Regions from separate parts of the Zea mays genome. Here region 2 is linked to region 1. A link is a contact called in public Hi-C data. All regions are on one chromosome and are shown on one strand. The core of a region is the stretch at or near the end of the contact, and the rest is flanking DNA. Distances in the headings are between cores, read along the strand shown. Region 1 holds the start of LOC100276798 (SecY protein transport family protein). Region 2 holds the start of LOC100384002.

Evidence for each region. A called contact is a pair of places that touch in the nucleus more often than the background predicts.
Region 2: a Hi-C map of leaf shows a contact between it and region 1, with 4 times the contacts expected there. The contact joins the promoter of LOC100384002 here to the promoter of LOC100276798 in region 1. A contact is called at or near these places in 10 of 25 Hi-C or Micro-C datasets (bundle sheath, ear, endosperm and 5 more).

Annotation. Positions count from the first base shown.
Region 1 is chr1:286,558,294-286,565,114 of Zm-B73-REFERENCE-NAM-5.0, reverse strand. LOC100276798 (SecY protein transport family protein) reads left to right here and starts at 5,403. Exons shown (of 6, transcript NM_001150508.1): 1 at 5,403-5,541.
Region 2 is chr1:286,694,960-286,701,891 of Zm-B73-REFERENCE-NAM-5.0, reverse strand. It overlaps LOC100384002, which reads right to left and starts at 5,469. Exons shown (of 3, transcript NM_001176613.1): 1 at 5,256-5,469; 2 at 4,675-4,847; 3 at 3,426-4,479. The coding sequence starts at 5,444. The coding sequence ends at 3,627.

The DNA.
Region 1 (6,821 bases), core at 4,154-6,653:
TGATAACCCGATCAGAGATCAATCTTCGAGAATACCCTTGCACCTCTCATCTGATCAAATAAATCTTCAATGCGGGGTAATGGATACTTGTTCTTCGCGGTGACATCATTAAGGGTCCTATCATCTACGCACATTCTTTGTGATCCATCCTTCTTCTGTACAAACAGAATCGACGCTCCCCAAGGTGAGGAACTCAGACAAATGTACCCAGCCTCCTGTAACTCCGTTAACTGCTTCTTAAGTCCTTTTAACTCTTCCACGGACATCCTGTATGACCGTTTGGGAGTAGGAGTAGTCTCAGGTAAGAGATCAATAGCGAACTCAACTTCCCTATTTGGTGGCATCCCTGGTAACTCCTCTAGAAAGACATCAGGAAAATCCCTAACTGCACGAATGTTGCTACCCACAGACTTCTCATCTACTAAGAATGCCACTAATCTGATGGTGGTAGTTACCGCAACTTCAACTTCAAATCTTTGTCCTTTGGAACTGGTGAGTTCTACGGTTCCCTTAGCACAGTGTATACACTGCCCTTGCCTTTCTTAACCATGACATACCAAGGATCACGTCTATAGTGCTCTCTTCTAACACTATAGGGGTAGCCATCTGGGTTAGAAACATAAGGTAAGAAAGAAAGGATTGTAGGCAAGGCATGTAATTTCGAAGCATGTTACTTTGGGTGATTTATTAGCTAAGTGTGTCCTACTAAAGATAATACATTACCTTATGGTGGTACATGCTAAGATGCCCGTCTATACTATTTCAATCAATCAAAGAAGCAAATCAGGCATTGATCATCAGAACAATCAACCAACATTTTTAAATAAAGAAAATAATTTTAATTTTGTCTTAGGTTTCCTATCTCTTAAAAAGATCATAAGTGTAGGATTCCAAGGTGTGAAATCCATCTTGTCTCAGAGTATAAAAGGTAAGAATGATCAGAGTAGAATAGTAGAAGGTGAGACAGGATCAAGATAAGTATAGAAAGAATCAGAGTAAGGTAGGTAGATAAGGGTTTTGTCCATTTCTATCTAGGTTTCGTCCTACAGTCAACATTTCCTCTGATACCACTTCTGTAACACTCGGTTTTAAAGGACAAAGCCGGGTGCATCTCATACATGCGCCAAGAAGACAACATATATAATAACAGAGTGTATAGAGATAAATGTCACAATAACATCAGAGTATTTATTACATAGCGGAAGACTTATTACAAAATAAAAGAGTAAATATAAAACGAACTAAGGATCGTCGGCGCAAATGTCAACTGAGAAACGCCACCTAGATCAGATCATACTCCTCGCCTTGTGGCTCCTCCTGAACCACCTGTTCTTCTCCTGTGGGGGGGGGTGTGAGACAGCAAGAGTGAGCTCACATACGTTCATCGCTCAACAAGTTGTGGGGAATAATGTGGCATGAACTCACCAAAGGTGGGAGTTCATGAAGTGTAAGGCTAATCAATGAAGTAAAGGCTGAGGCTGAGCATTGCTTTTATAAGTTGGTCAAAATTTTATTAGCAATTACTAGGTGTAAGTAATTACCAAACCTTAATAATAATAAAGAAAAGTAATAGTAAAATAATCCCAAATGCGATGCAAATGTCAAATTGAATTTAAGTTCCATAGTAAAATAATCCCAAATCCATCCGCAACCTCCCCCTGGTTGGAGATCTACGCAGGAGGCAGATGCTCCAGCCAGGCTCGGGCGGCGTCGGAGAGGAACAGGGGGAGGTTGCGGATGATGAGGTTGTCACTGTTCGTTCCACCCAGCTGGTAGGCCAGCCGGTAGTCCGCGAGCCACAGTTCCGGCCTTGTTTCCCCCGAGTACTTAGTGATGGTAGTCGGGGCTCGGAACCGGGTCGGGAACGGTGCCCGTCGTATGGCCCGACTGAAAGCTTGCGGACCGGGTGGTTCGGGCGAGGGGCTCCGATCCTCCCCGCTGTCGTAGCGTCCCCCACGCCTGGGGTGGTAGCCTCGGCGCACCTTCTCGTCGAGGTGGGCTCGACGGTCGCGGAGGTGGTCCTCGTTGTCGAGGCGACCCGGGGCTGCAGGCGTTGCGTCCCACGTGCGCCTGGTGTGGACCGAGGCTTCCCGCATGAATCGGGAAGTCGCGGTGCGATGCTCCGGGGGGTACCCTTGCCTTCGGGAGGAAGAGCTCTCGGCCCATCGCACCGCAGCATCCTCCAGGAGATTCTTGAGTTGTCCCTAGATACGCCGCCCCTCGGTGGTGGATGGCTCCGGCATCGCTCGGAGTAGAATTGCCGCTGCAGCCAGATTCTGACCGACCCCACTGGAAGCCGGGGGCAGCCTTGCCCTGGCATCGTCAGCGATGCGGTGTCGGACGTCCTGGGCCTGATGACGTGCTTCTCCGGCCAGTGCTCGGCCTGCCCACTCCTGCCCGATGTTTTGCCGGAGCTGCACAAGTTGTCCTGCTTCCTCGTCGAGCTTGGCCTGCATCTCGCGGATTTGCTCGAGTTGTGTGTCCTAACCCCCCGCAGGGACTGGGACCACAGCTAGCTCTCGCAGGATGTCAACGTGGGGCGCAGGCCTAGGGGGATCATCGTCCTCCGGCATACCAAGGTGGTTGCCTTCGTCGAGACCCCCTAGATCGACGTGGAAACATTCGTGACTTGGGCCACAGTCCTCGTCGTCAAGGCTGTGGCCATCATCGGAGTAATCGAAGAAGCAGTAGTCACATGCGGTCATGAAGTCTCGCATGGCACTAGGATTACCGAGCCCGGAGAAATCCCAACCAGAGTCGGGCTCGTCATCTTCCTCGGAACCCGGGGGCCCGTAGGTCGAGATGGCCGTCAGTCGGTCCCAGGTTGACCACATATGGTACCCCGGAAGGTTAGGATATGCCTTTATGAAAGCGTCCACCGAAGCGGGATCGCTTGGTGGGTCAAAGTTGAATCTAAAAGGCACAGGGTGGAAAACGGACGGTACCTCTCGATCGATGGACGGTGACGAAGTCGCGTCGGGGACGGACGACACCGTTATCTTCGGTACGAAGCTAACGCCCAGCAAGTCCTCCGCGAGGGTGCTGGCGTCATCTGTCCGCTTGGGGTTGGCACGTTGCGGGGAAACGGCGCTCGTCGTCGTCTCAGGCGCGAGGTCAACGCCCGACGTGTCCTCCGCTGGGGTGCCGGCGTCGTCGACTCGCTCGACAGACAACAAGGTGTCGCCTCCTGCTTGGCCATGGTTGCCCCGCCTCCTTCTCCTGCGGCGAGGAAGGCGACGGGACAAACCCGGATGCTGCTCTTCCGCCATGGGGGGAAAACGTCGCCGAGTCCACCGCCGTCGAGCGGGCTGACGACCGTCGTTGTCGCCGTCGCGCAGCGGAGGAAGGAGTACCATGTCGTAGCTGCCGTCGAGGGACATGAACTCGAGACTCCCGAAACGGAGCAGCGTCCTGGGCTGAAGAGGTTGCTGGAGACTACCCATCTGGAGTTTGACGGGAAGTTGTTCGTCAACACACAGTAGGCCCCTACCTGGCACGCCAACTGTCGGTGTTTCGACCCCGGGGGTCCCTGGACCGACGAGTAAATTGTCGTTGCGTGTCCCAGCCCAGATGGGTCAGCGCGAGATGGAACACAAGGGGGAAAGAGAACCGCGGCTCGTGTTATCCTGCGCCCAGGGCGGATGCGCTTGCAGTAGGGGGTTACAAGCGTTCGCGAGAGAGGGAGAGAGCCCGTTCGTCAGCCCGTCCTCCCGCGCGACCACCTTTTCGTACGAGGGCCCTGGACCTTCCTTTTATAGATGTAAGGAGAGGGTCCGGGTGTACAATGGGGGTGTAGCAACATGTTAACGTGTCCGGCAGAGAGGAGCCAGAGCCCTATGTACATGCCAACGTGGCTGTCGGAGAGGTGCTAGAGCCCTGTGCATGCGATGTCGTGGCCGTCGGAGGAGCGCTTGAGCCCTGTAGAAGCACAACTGTCGGGGCTGCCGGGACCTTGCTGACGTCTCCTTGCTTCCGTATGAGGCTGAGAACCGCCGTCGTCATGGCGCGCACGGGTTGCCATCATTACTTATTTTACCGGGGCGAGCCAGATGGGACGCCGGTCTTGTTCCCCGTAGCCTGAGCTAGCTAGGGGTAGGGTAATGATGATCCCTCCTGTGGCGTGGTCGGTCCGAGCCTAAGGTCGGGCGAGGCAGAAACTCCTCCTGAGGCCGAGGTCGGGGTTGGGTGAGGATGTGATTCCTTCTGAGGTCGGAGCTGAGGTCGAGCCCTGGGGTCGGGCGAGGCGGAGTCCATCTTCCGAGGCCGAGGCGGGGGCCGAGCCCTGGGGTCGGGCGAGGCGGAGACTTCTCCTGATGTCGAGGCCCAAGGTCGGACGAGGCGGAGATTTCCTGTTGCGCCTGAGACGGGACTTAGCTGTTGTCAGCCTCACCCTGGCGGGTGGCACAACAGTCGGAGCGGGGCAGGCGGCGCTGTTTTCCTGTCAGGTCAGTCAGTGGAGGGCGAAGTGACTGCGGTCACTTCGGCCCTGCCGACTGAGGAACGTGCGTCAGGATAAGGTGTCAGGCGATCATTGCATTGAATGCTCCTGCGATACGGTCGGTTGGCGAGGCGATCTGGCCAAGGTTGCTTCACTGCGAAGCCTGCCCGAGCTTGGCCTCGGGCGAGTCGAGGGTGCACCCGTTGCTTGAGGAGGCCCTCGGGTGAGGCGTGAATCCGCCTGGGTCTACTGTTCCTGCCCGAGGCTGGGCTTGAGTGAGGCGAGATCGCGTCCCTTGAGTGGACGGAGCCTTGACCTGAGTTGCGCCCATCAGGCTCTGCAGCTTGTGCTGATGGTGATTACCAGCCGAGTTTAGGAGTGTTGGGGCATCCCTAATTATGGTCTCCGACATAAAACTAAATTATTTAAACAACTTTTTATAAACTGTTTTTAATCTAAAACTCGTGAAACTATCTTAGGAGTTGTTTGGTTAGAGGGACTAAAGATTAGTTTCTAGTTTTTAGTCCCATTTAGTACATTTTTTGCCAAACACCATGACTAAAATATGGACTAAAATGATTTAGTCTCTAGTCTTTCACCTAGGTACTAAAAGAGACTAAATGCCCATAATTATCCTGTTGCCCAAACCTATCCTAGTCTCTCTCGCACAGTTGCACGTAGTCTTCTAGTGTTCCAAGAGCATTTGAGTCTTTGGATAGTTACTATTATGACTTTAGAATCTGTTTAGTCTCTACAACAAATAGGTAAGGAATAAAGTTTAGTCCTAGGAATAAAGTTTAGTCCTAGACTAATTGAAATCAAACAGGCCTTAAACAGACCTAGTAACTGATTTGCTGTTTTAAATCTTGTTTCTCAGATCAGACAGCCCATACTGTTCCATCTACTGATCTACCAGATCGGCGGCCGCCTCCAACTTAATTGTGGGCCTCGGACCCTCTCTTTGTTCTTCCGTTTCCACCCTCTCTCTCGTGGTTCTCCCGTGCTCTGTGTCCGTAGCGGCGACGACTGGGCGATCGCCGCCGCCTTAAGCCAGGTGCTCAGGTCTGCCACTTGGCACTTCGCCGGCGACGAGCACCTAACAGGTACGCCCAGACCTTTTCCGTTCCTGCTGTGCGAAACCGAGCACCCAGATCCTAGCTTAAGGTACTTGTAGTCGGATCGGATCTGATCCGTTTCCGAACTTCGATATTTTTTTCAAAAATTATCGAGTGTACATGTGTACACTGAGTCTCTCCGAGATCTGTGGCGTGAGATTCCGCCTTTTGTTTCGAAGGATTCGTCGTTCTTTTATGATTGAGCTCGTAGGCGCAATGTTCAGATCCGTATACGAATCTATGATCCATATACAGTTACTTGGTCGCTGTGTTCTGTAGGATTTACAAGTGAGCGAATCGACTTCTACGTAATGGTAATAATAGATTTGACTTCTCTAAAATAGTACTTACAAGTGAGCAACTTCTCTAAAACAGTATTTTACCCTTATTTCAATTTTATTTTTTTATTTTCTACTGCTATCGAATGCTGGAAGCCTGGAACGGTGCACATAAACATTCCTTTTCAATTTCTACATCTATAATCTATAATTCTATATCCATAACACTATATAAAACACCGGTTCAAATTAATCTAGATCCACCCAACAAATGACTTCCGATGAGATGTTTTCTTCGTGCACCCCGTTTTGTACACATAAAAAATCCTACACCATCACATTGAACCGTCTAGATCTTTTCTCCCTCATTCTTTCTCTCACGCGCTCACATCTAATGACTAATGGTCACAGACATCCAGATCATCTCTCACGCTCCCTCCTCTCCCTCACCGGCGGACATTTTATTGGCGTTAAAAAAAAAAGATTTGCATGCATGTGCATATTAGCGTAAAAAAAGGAAGTCGATAAAATTGATTGGACATCTGGGCTACTAGCATAAAAGGAAGAAGATTGAAGGATGTGAAAAAGAATAAGAAGTACGAATATTGTTCTAGATAATGTAAAATTAAAAGAATAGAAATGGTTGGCGCGATTTAAAAATAGCTTAAGATTTCCAATATAAAATTACCTTCTACGTTTTAGAACGAAACTTTTAAAATCGATTGTGCTTTTAACTTTTTTAGTCACTTGAAAAAAATTATTATTTTACTGAGTGATTTTTTATAAACTATTATAGAAATGCTCTAGCTTTGCAACTTCCTTTGGTTTAATCCACCAGTTTAAACTTTGCAAAAAACACTGAACCAAATCACCCTCACACCCGTAATCTCCACTAAATGCATCAAATAAATTGCACCCAGACTTAACACGCCATCAAAACCAATGATTCGGATCGCTAGATAAACCCCTCTCCTTTACTCAAATTCACTG
Region 2 (6,932 bases), core at 4,220-6,719, 140 kb before region 1:
TCAGGAGGAGAACCTTGGAGCTATGGAGAACAATGCTCGGGATGTTGGATGAGACAAGGCAGAGGACTTCAAGATGGATCCAACAGGAACTGCTACAACATCTAAACCATACAACTCACAGTGGATGTATGGTATTACAATCTGGCGGCCTGAACTACTCTAAACTCTTGTGTTCTTGTGTTTATCTAGAAGACCAGTCAACACCTAAGCCTACTCCTCATCCGAGGATCAGGGCGGGTGCAATCCGCCACCTGACCAGAGGATTCTCCTCTCCAACATTTGGCGCACCAGGTAGGGAGCGCAAGCTCTAAAGCCTAGGCCCCTCGATTGAGATGACATCCTGCTGCCTTCTAGCAAGCTCGGCCAGGGCGAGGTTGTCGACGTCGGGCGCAAGGCGGAAAAGCGACACCTCAAGCGACTCGCCATTAATCTCAAGCAGCACCTTAACAGGCGCACCGCTGCCATCAAACAAGGAGAAACAGAGGCCTCACCAATGGTGTTTGAGGTTCATAAATTTTAAAAATAATTTCAGTATAAATAAGAAACACGATGACTTTTCTAGATAATTTCTAAAGATATATAACTTTAGGTCCATAATTTCGTGGGGCTTCTAATGACCTACATCATCAACTACACTAAATATTTTAGAGTTAGAGCAGTTTTAAATAGACCTAAAGCCATATCCAACTAACCTTATATCTCATCCCCTAACTTATCTCATATTTTAAACTTTATTCTAAACTTTATTCTGCAAACATTATTATCTACAATTCTAAGTTCTCTATTTTACATTATCAACATAAGCCTGACCTACGAGGTTGCGAACATGTGAGACCAATCTCACATATACATTTTCCGTCTAAAAAATAACACAACTATGTATGTTACGTGTAAACTAAAGTGAATCACGTTGACTCAAATTTGTAGTGATAATATTTATATTTTACGATCCAAATCAATTTACGAAAAAATACATTTCAGAATTAATTTGTTAGTGTTTATTTGATATTATAGATTGATATCTTTTATTTATACTTAATCAATTTTAATAATACTAAATTATGACACCATATTGTGTGAAGACGTAGTAGGTAGACCAAAGTATGGGCCACTAAAAATTCAGACTTGGTTCAACCCGACCAATGCAACGGGCAGACACACAGACCAAAGTTTCTGATTTACAATAATTCATGGACTAGATGCGGGTCATGATTTTTGATCCAAAATCCGACCCAACCCGAAAAACCAACCAAAAGCCAAATAAAATGACCCTAGTCCAAAAAAAAAACTCAGACCTGAAGTACACGGATCAAGCCGTTTTGACCCAACACTATGCATGGATCGAGTGCAAGTCATACCAAACGACTCACAACCGACTTTGATAAAATTCGAAATGGATCGTTTTAAGTTAGTAGTAGGAGAGCTCGTGCCGTATCCATCAAGGTTCTCGTATCGTATACACGTGAGGTTATCACAAGTTACGTGATGGCGCGTGAACTGGGCTGCGCTGCGCAGCCCTAGCTGTTGAGAAGACCGGTCCTTCCTTCTTGACCTCGAACTGAGCTCGCCATATGTGACTCGACGACAAACGAAGGCCACGAGCCCACGACCAGAGTAGGCGTAGGAGTAGGTCTCAGAAAGATTAACCAAACGTTTCAAATTTCCGCAAACGGCTTCCATCGAGAATTTAAAACTTCTTCCGCAGAGGAATTGAGAGTGGTTTTATCGCTAGGGGGCGCGAGCGCGGTTAGATTAAGGTCAAAACACGGGGCTTAATTAAACGCGTACGGCGTCCTGGCCTGGCGTCCGCATGATATTGATATGGCGCCGTGACGCCGGTGACATGAGTAAATTCAGGGACGGCCCCTGTCGGCACATCACGTCGGACGGCCACAGTGCCGTGACGGACTTTAACATGCAGCGTGCACGTCGCGATGTGATGGCGCGCGGTAGGATGTGATCAGGCCGCGGCCGCCCATGATCCTGATCCTGAGAGGAGGAGACGCACGCCTACGCCTGTGTGTGTTGTGTGTTGCCAGTTGCCCGTAGCGTTTCCGCTCCGGTCCATGCATCCCACAGGCGGACCTGGCCTGGCCCCTGGGCTGCCTTTCAGTCTCAGGCTCTCACCGCCGGCGCCGGTGTCCTTTCGTCTTGGAAAAAAAACACGAATGACGGCGACGCGACCGCGCGCGCCTGTATCATAGTACGTGTACCTGTATGCAAGCGGCGCGCGCGCGGCAGCTGATCCACGGCTCCACTCCAGTCTCCACTCGTCGACGACGGACGGCGGATCGGTCAGAGACGGTCACCTGACAAGCCCGGCATCGCTTTTCACGCTGCTGTCCTCGACAGTTTCCGCATTCAAGGTCTCCTTCTTGTCAAGTCAATTCAGTTGTACGTGTGGCTGACTGACTCACACTCCAGACTCCAGTACCCGAGCAGGTGGTACTACTCCGTCATGTTGACCCTACATGATTCAAATTTTATATTCAAATAGCTGCCATTTTTTTTCCTAACACATCATTATCTCTATTCCTTTTTTTAATTTTGTATGATTTATTTATTTTTGTTTCGTTTAAATTGTCATGTCAAAACTTGAAATGCCAACAATTTTGACACGCAGAGAGAAAGAGAGAGAGAGAGTAGTTGTCGCTAGTCGTTGCAGTGACCGAGGGATCATCTGTTGCTTGCTTGGAGACGACACGACACTTGAAGCCGATCCATCGATACCGTACCATGGAGTAGTAGCGCACAACAGTGCTTAAAAGATGCGTACGTTCACAACAGTGCTTTGAATTGACATGGGTTGGGCGCTAGCTAATACTCCCTCCGTTTCTTTTTAGTTGTCGCTGGATAGTTCAATTTTGCACTATCCAGCGACAACTAAAACGAAACGGAGGGAGTAACAAGCTAGTAGTGGAGGCAGTCGCGCCAGTCAGTTTGCGTTGCGGAGACTAACTCCGTTGTACTAGTGCTTAATAATGTGCAATCATTCTCACTTTAAGCGTTCGTAATCACGGGTATAAGCACCTTGTACATGATCTAGCTTCATGATCTTCAAACCAATCATGGGTGTCATCATTTGGCAAACAAACAAAACCACGACCACCATCACCACCACGATCATGCTTATTTTCCGTGTGATTGCAATAATACTTTTGCCAAACGTAACATCCGAGATAATCCCCGTAAAGAACAATACTACGAAAACCAAAAAAAAAAAAAGAGGCAGAAGTGGGAAATCATGTTCTCAGCTCCTGTCCAGATCGTTGTCTCAACGCGGTCTCAGCTTAATCTCTGATGGACCCAAAAAGGAGAAGGTACTGGCCCTGGTCTCCACCCTGGTCCACCAACGAGTTACAACAACTAAAAAGGGTGTAGCAGCTGTGTGTTTCACATGCATCAATCAAAAGATCGAAAAGGTTAACTAATTCGGTTCGCTAGCAGAAATTACGCCTAAGCAAGCGCGCGTTACCACATGTTTTGAAACGAAACACAAAAGGGTGGGACCTTCTCTAGAGCTAGCTACTAGGAGCCGTCGGATACGGGATCCAACGGACGACGACCCGGGGAGAACCAAAAAAAAACCCTAAAGCTAGGCCTAAGTGTATTTACTACTTATCAGCCTAAAACTCCCTCGGGTCGATGAATATGGAGCGTCTGGCCGGCGCCTTGGTCCAGTCGCCGAGCGGGCCGGAGCCGTAGCCGTCCGCGAGCCGCTTGATGCACCAGAGGTCCTCGGCGCCTAGCCGCGCCCAGTGCGGCACCCCGGCGCGGACGGGCTCGCAGGCGCCGACCTCGGTGGCCACCACGCCGCACCCGCCGTCGCGCGCCATGTTGTGCGCGCTGCGGCACAGCGCGCGGGCGAGCCTGGGCGCGTCGGGCCCGGCGCCGCCCAGGCCGTAGAGGAAGTAGAGCCCGAACGGCGCGAACAGGTTGGGGATGGAGGGGATCCCGAGCCACGGCGCCGCGCGGTCCACCAGCCGCGTGGCGCCCGCCGCGGCGCGCATCAGGCGCGGCGCCCCGCGCACCTCCAGCCGGAAGGCGTCCATGCAGTTCCACACGCTCAGCACGGCCCACGACGCCGGCGGCGCCGCCACGAACGCCTCCGCGCCCTCCCACCGCGCCGGCGACGACGGCAGCGCCAGGAACGTGCCCAGCGACAGCGCGTTGGATAGCACGGCGCCGATGTCGGCGGGGAAGAACTCCACGCCGGCGAAGTGCCAGCGGTACAGCAGCTCCGCCTCCCGCGGCTCCAGGGCCACGATGGCCGCGCTCCGGGACGGCCTCAGGGCGTGCCGGAACACCGGGTGCACCAGCACGGACGGCGTGCGGAACTTGGCGTAGCCGCAGCGGCCCGTGAACAGCCGCACCGACGCCTCGTTGTCCTGCTCCGTCGCCATGTACGAGTACTCGGCCCCCCTTTGCCGGAACCACTCCTCCATACGATCCACCAGCTTCTTCCCCACCCCTTTCCTCCTGCACACGGCAACAGTGAGCTAACAGTGAACCATGATTATATATTCTTCTTCTCCATGATGATGACCACGACGACGACGAACAAAACAACAACATTATATTGGCGCGCAGCACTGATCGATGGCAACCATGCACCCGCGCAATATTGTATATATATATAGTACACAGTGGGACGATAGTACTACGAGTACGTACCGGTGGCTGGGCGAGACGCGGAGGCCGAGGATGTAGCCAACCTTGGTGTAGATGGGGTCGTCCTTATTAGCCTGCTGGGTGGTGGTGGTGCCAGCAGAGACGACGGTCTTGACGCAGCCGCGGACGACTCCGGCGATCTCCGTGCTGTTGGGGCCGGTTGCTGTCTCTGCGACCTGCTTTTCCAATGCATATCCCGGCCGTTCAGACATGCGTTTCGCGGGCAGTCCATTAATTTCAGTTGAGTTCCTTCCTGTTTCCTCCGTCCGGCCGGGACCCACGTCGTACTACGTACGGGGCGCCGGAACCGGAACGAGAAGAAACGAAACGAAACGAAACGAAAACGAAACACGACGAGGCGGAAGGAGACGAGGGCGGGAGGCATGGGGGGACGGGCGCAGGACAGGTGGTAGGCTAGGTCGGGCGAGCCCAGCCCCAGCCCCAGCGGCTCATCTCACACCTGCTGCATCTGGCCGGCCGGCCGCTGGGCCTGTGCTTAGCCGCAGGCAGCCACGACCACAACGTGGGTGTATAGAGCAGACAGAGAGCGCGCGAGCACAGCACGTACGCACGTGTACACGTACCAGCATGAGGGAGTCCGGCGAGTGGCGAATGCGGCAGAGCGGGTCGCCGAGGAGGTCCGTGAAGAGGCACATCTTGCCGCCGCCGCTGCACCCGACCTCGCACGCGCGCTCCACCTCCTCCACGCCGACGCGGTCGCGCGCGGCGTCGTACGCCCGCACCACCACCACGACGGCCGGCGCCTCGACCATCTCCCGCGGCCGGCCGGTACGGTCTCCCAGGAACGAAGGGGCGAGAGAGGAGCTGGGTGGGTTTAATTTGGTGCTTGATATAGTAGTTGCCCGCCCGCTGCGGCGCGAGAGGGGTGGTGATGAAGAAGGGAGCGAGCGAGAAGGCCGCAAGTATGAATCACGTGAGTGCGCGGGCGGGAGGCGGAGGCGAGGGCGTCCTTTTGCGTGCCTGCCTTCCTCTACAGTTACTAATCCTCCCCACACACGCACGAAGGAGTAGCGGCGCAGCCTATCCGCCGCCCACTACTCCGCACTCCGCGGCTAGCGCGATATCGCACCCGGTGCAATAACTGGCGGCGCCTGTCTAGCTTGCTAGGCAGGGCGCGATTGCGTGCGCGGGACAGGCCCGAGCTCAGGACAGCCAGCTAGCAGGAGGCGCGCTTTCGAAGGAGAGGAGGCGGCGGCGGCGGCGGCGGTGGTAAAGCTGCAGGCTTTGCGCAGGGAAGATGACTGATGAGTAGGATCGACAACAGGTTGCTACTACAGACTCCCCCTACAGGAGAGGGGATGCTGCTCACTGCCTCACTGTGGGCTTGGATAGTTGGATGGATGTGTGGTGAGTAACTGAGTGGTGAGTGGTGGTGTAGTGTAGCGATCCGCAGCACAGGGGAAGGCGGCTGCTCACTGCTGCCCAGGCTAAGCTCCGTTGATGGCGTGGGAGCCGCTTGCCCTGCTATTTATACCGGCCATTGGACCTCGGAGTTGGCCCCACCAGGTGAAAAAGGTAACAATCGGTCCCGCTCTTTCCATTTTCACTTTGTTCAGTACTATTCAGGTTTAATCTTCTTTTAGCATATCAACTTGAGCTTCAACACGGTCCAAAATCTTGAGCTATATATATAGGTATTGGAAGTTTTCTAAAACCCATAAATTTAATTAGTGCAGCTAATTAAGCTTGTTTATCTTTCTTCTGTATTCTTTCTTTAACATAATAAATACCATTCAGAAGTCTATATTAATTTCTATCCGATTATGATAAACTTATTTATTGTAGTTTTTTTACGGTTTAATGTCACATGCCTCAGCCTTTTAACTATTGTCAAAAGACAAGAATCCATGACAACACCAAGTTTAGACAAAACACTCTCTATTTCCTACCGAAGACAGGGAACCCTCTCCTTGCAAAACAGAAAAGTTAGAACTCAGCGACCAACAACGAATACCCTAGAGCAAAGGAAGAAAGGTCTCAAACCCCAAAGCCAGCTAGAACCCAAAGGAGCATCCAAGGCACACCACCAAGCTTCTGTGGAAGTCTTCCATGGGATCATCAAATATTTCACCGCAACTTCCTTTCCGCCACGAAACATTTCAACACCATGTTATATATTTAGACAACGTCCCCAAGTTGAATTGGGTGGCCAGAACAGTCCTTGTCGCACTCTTGGTTTTCTCCATAGTGATCTTCAATTGCTCTTTCTTTTCCGGAGGGCATAAGATTATCCAATTTTG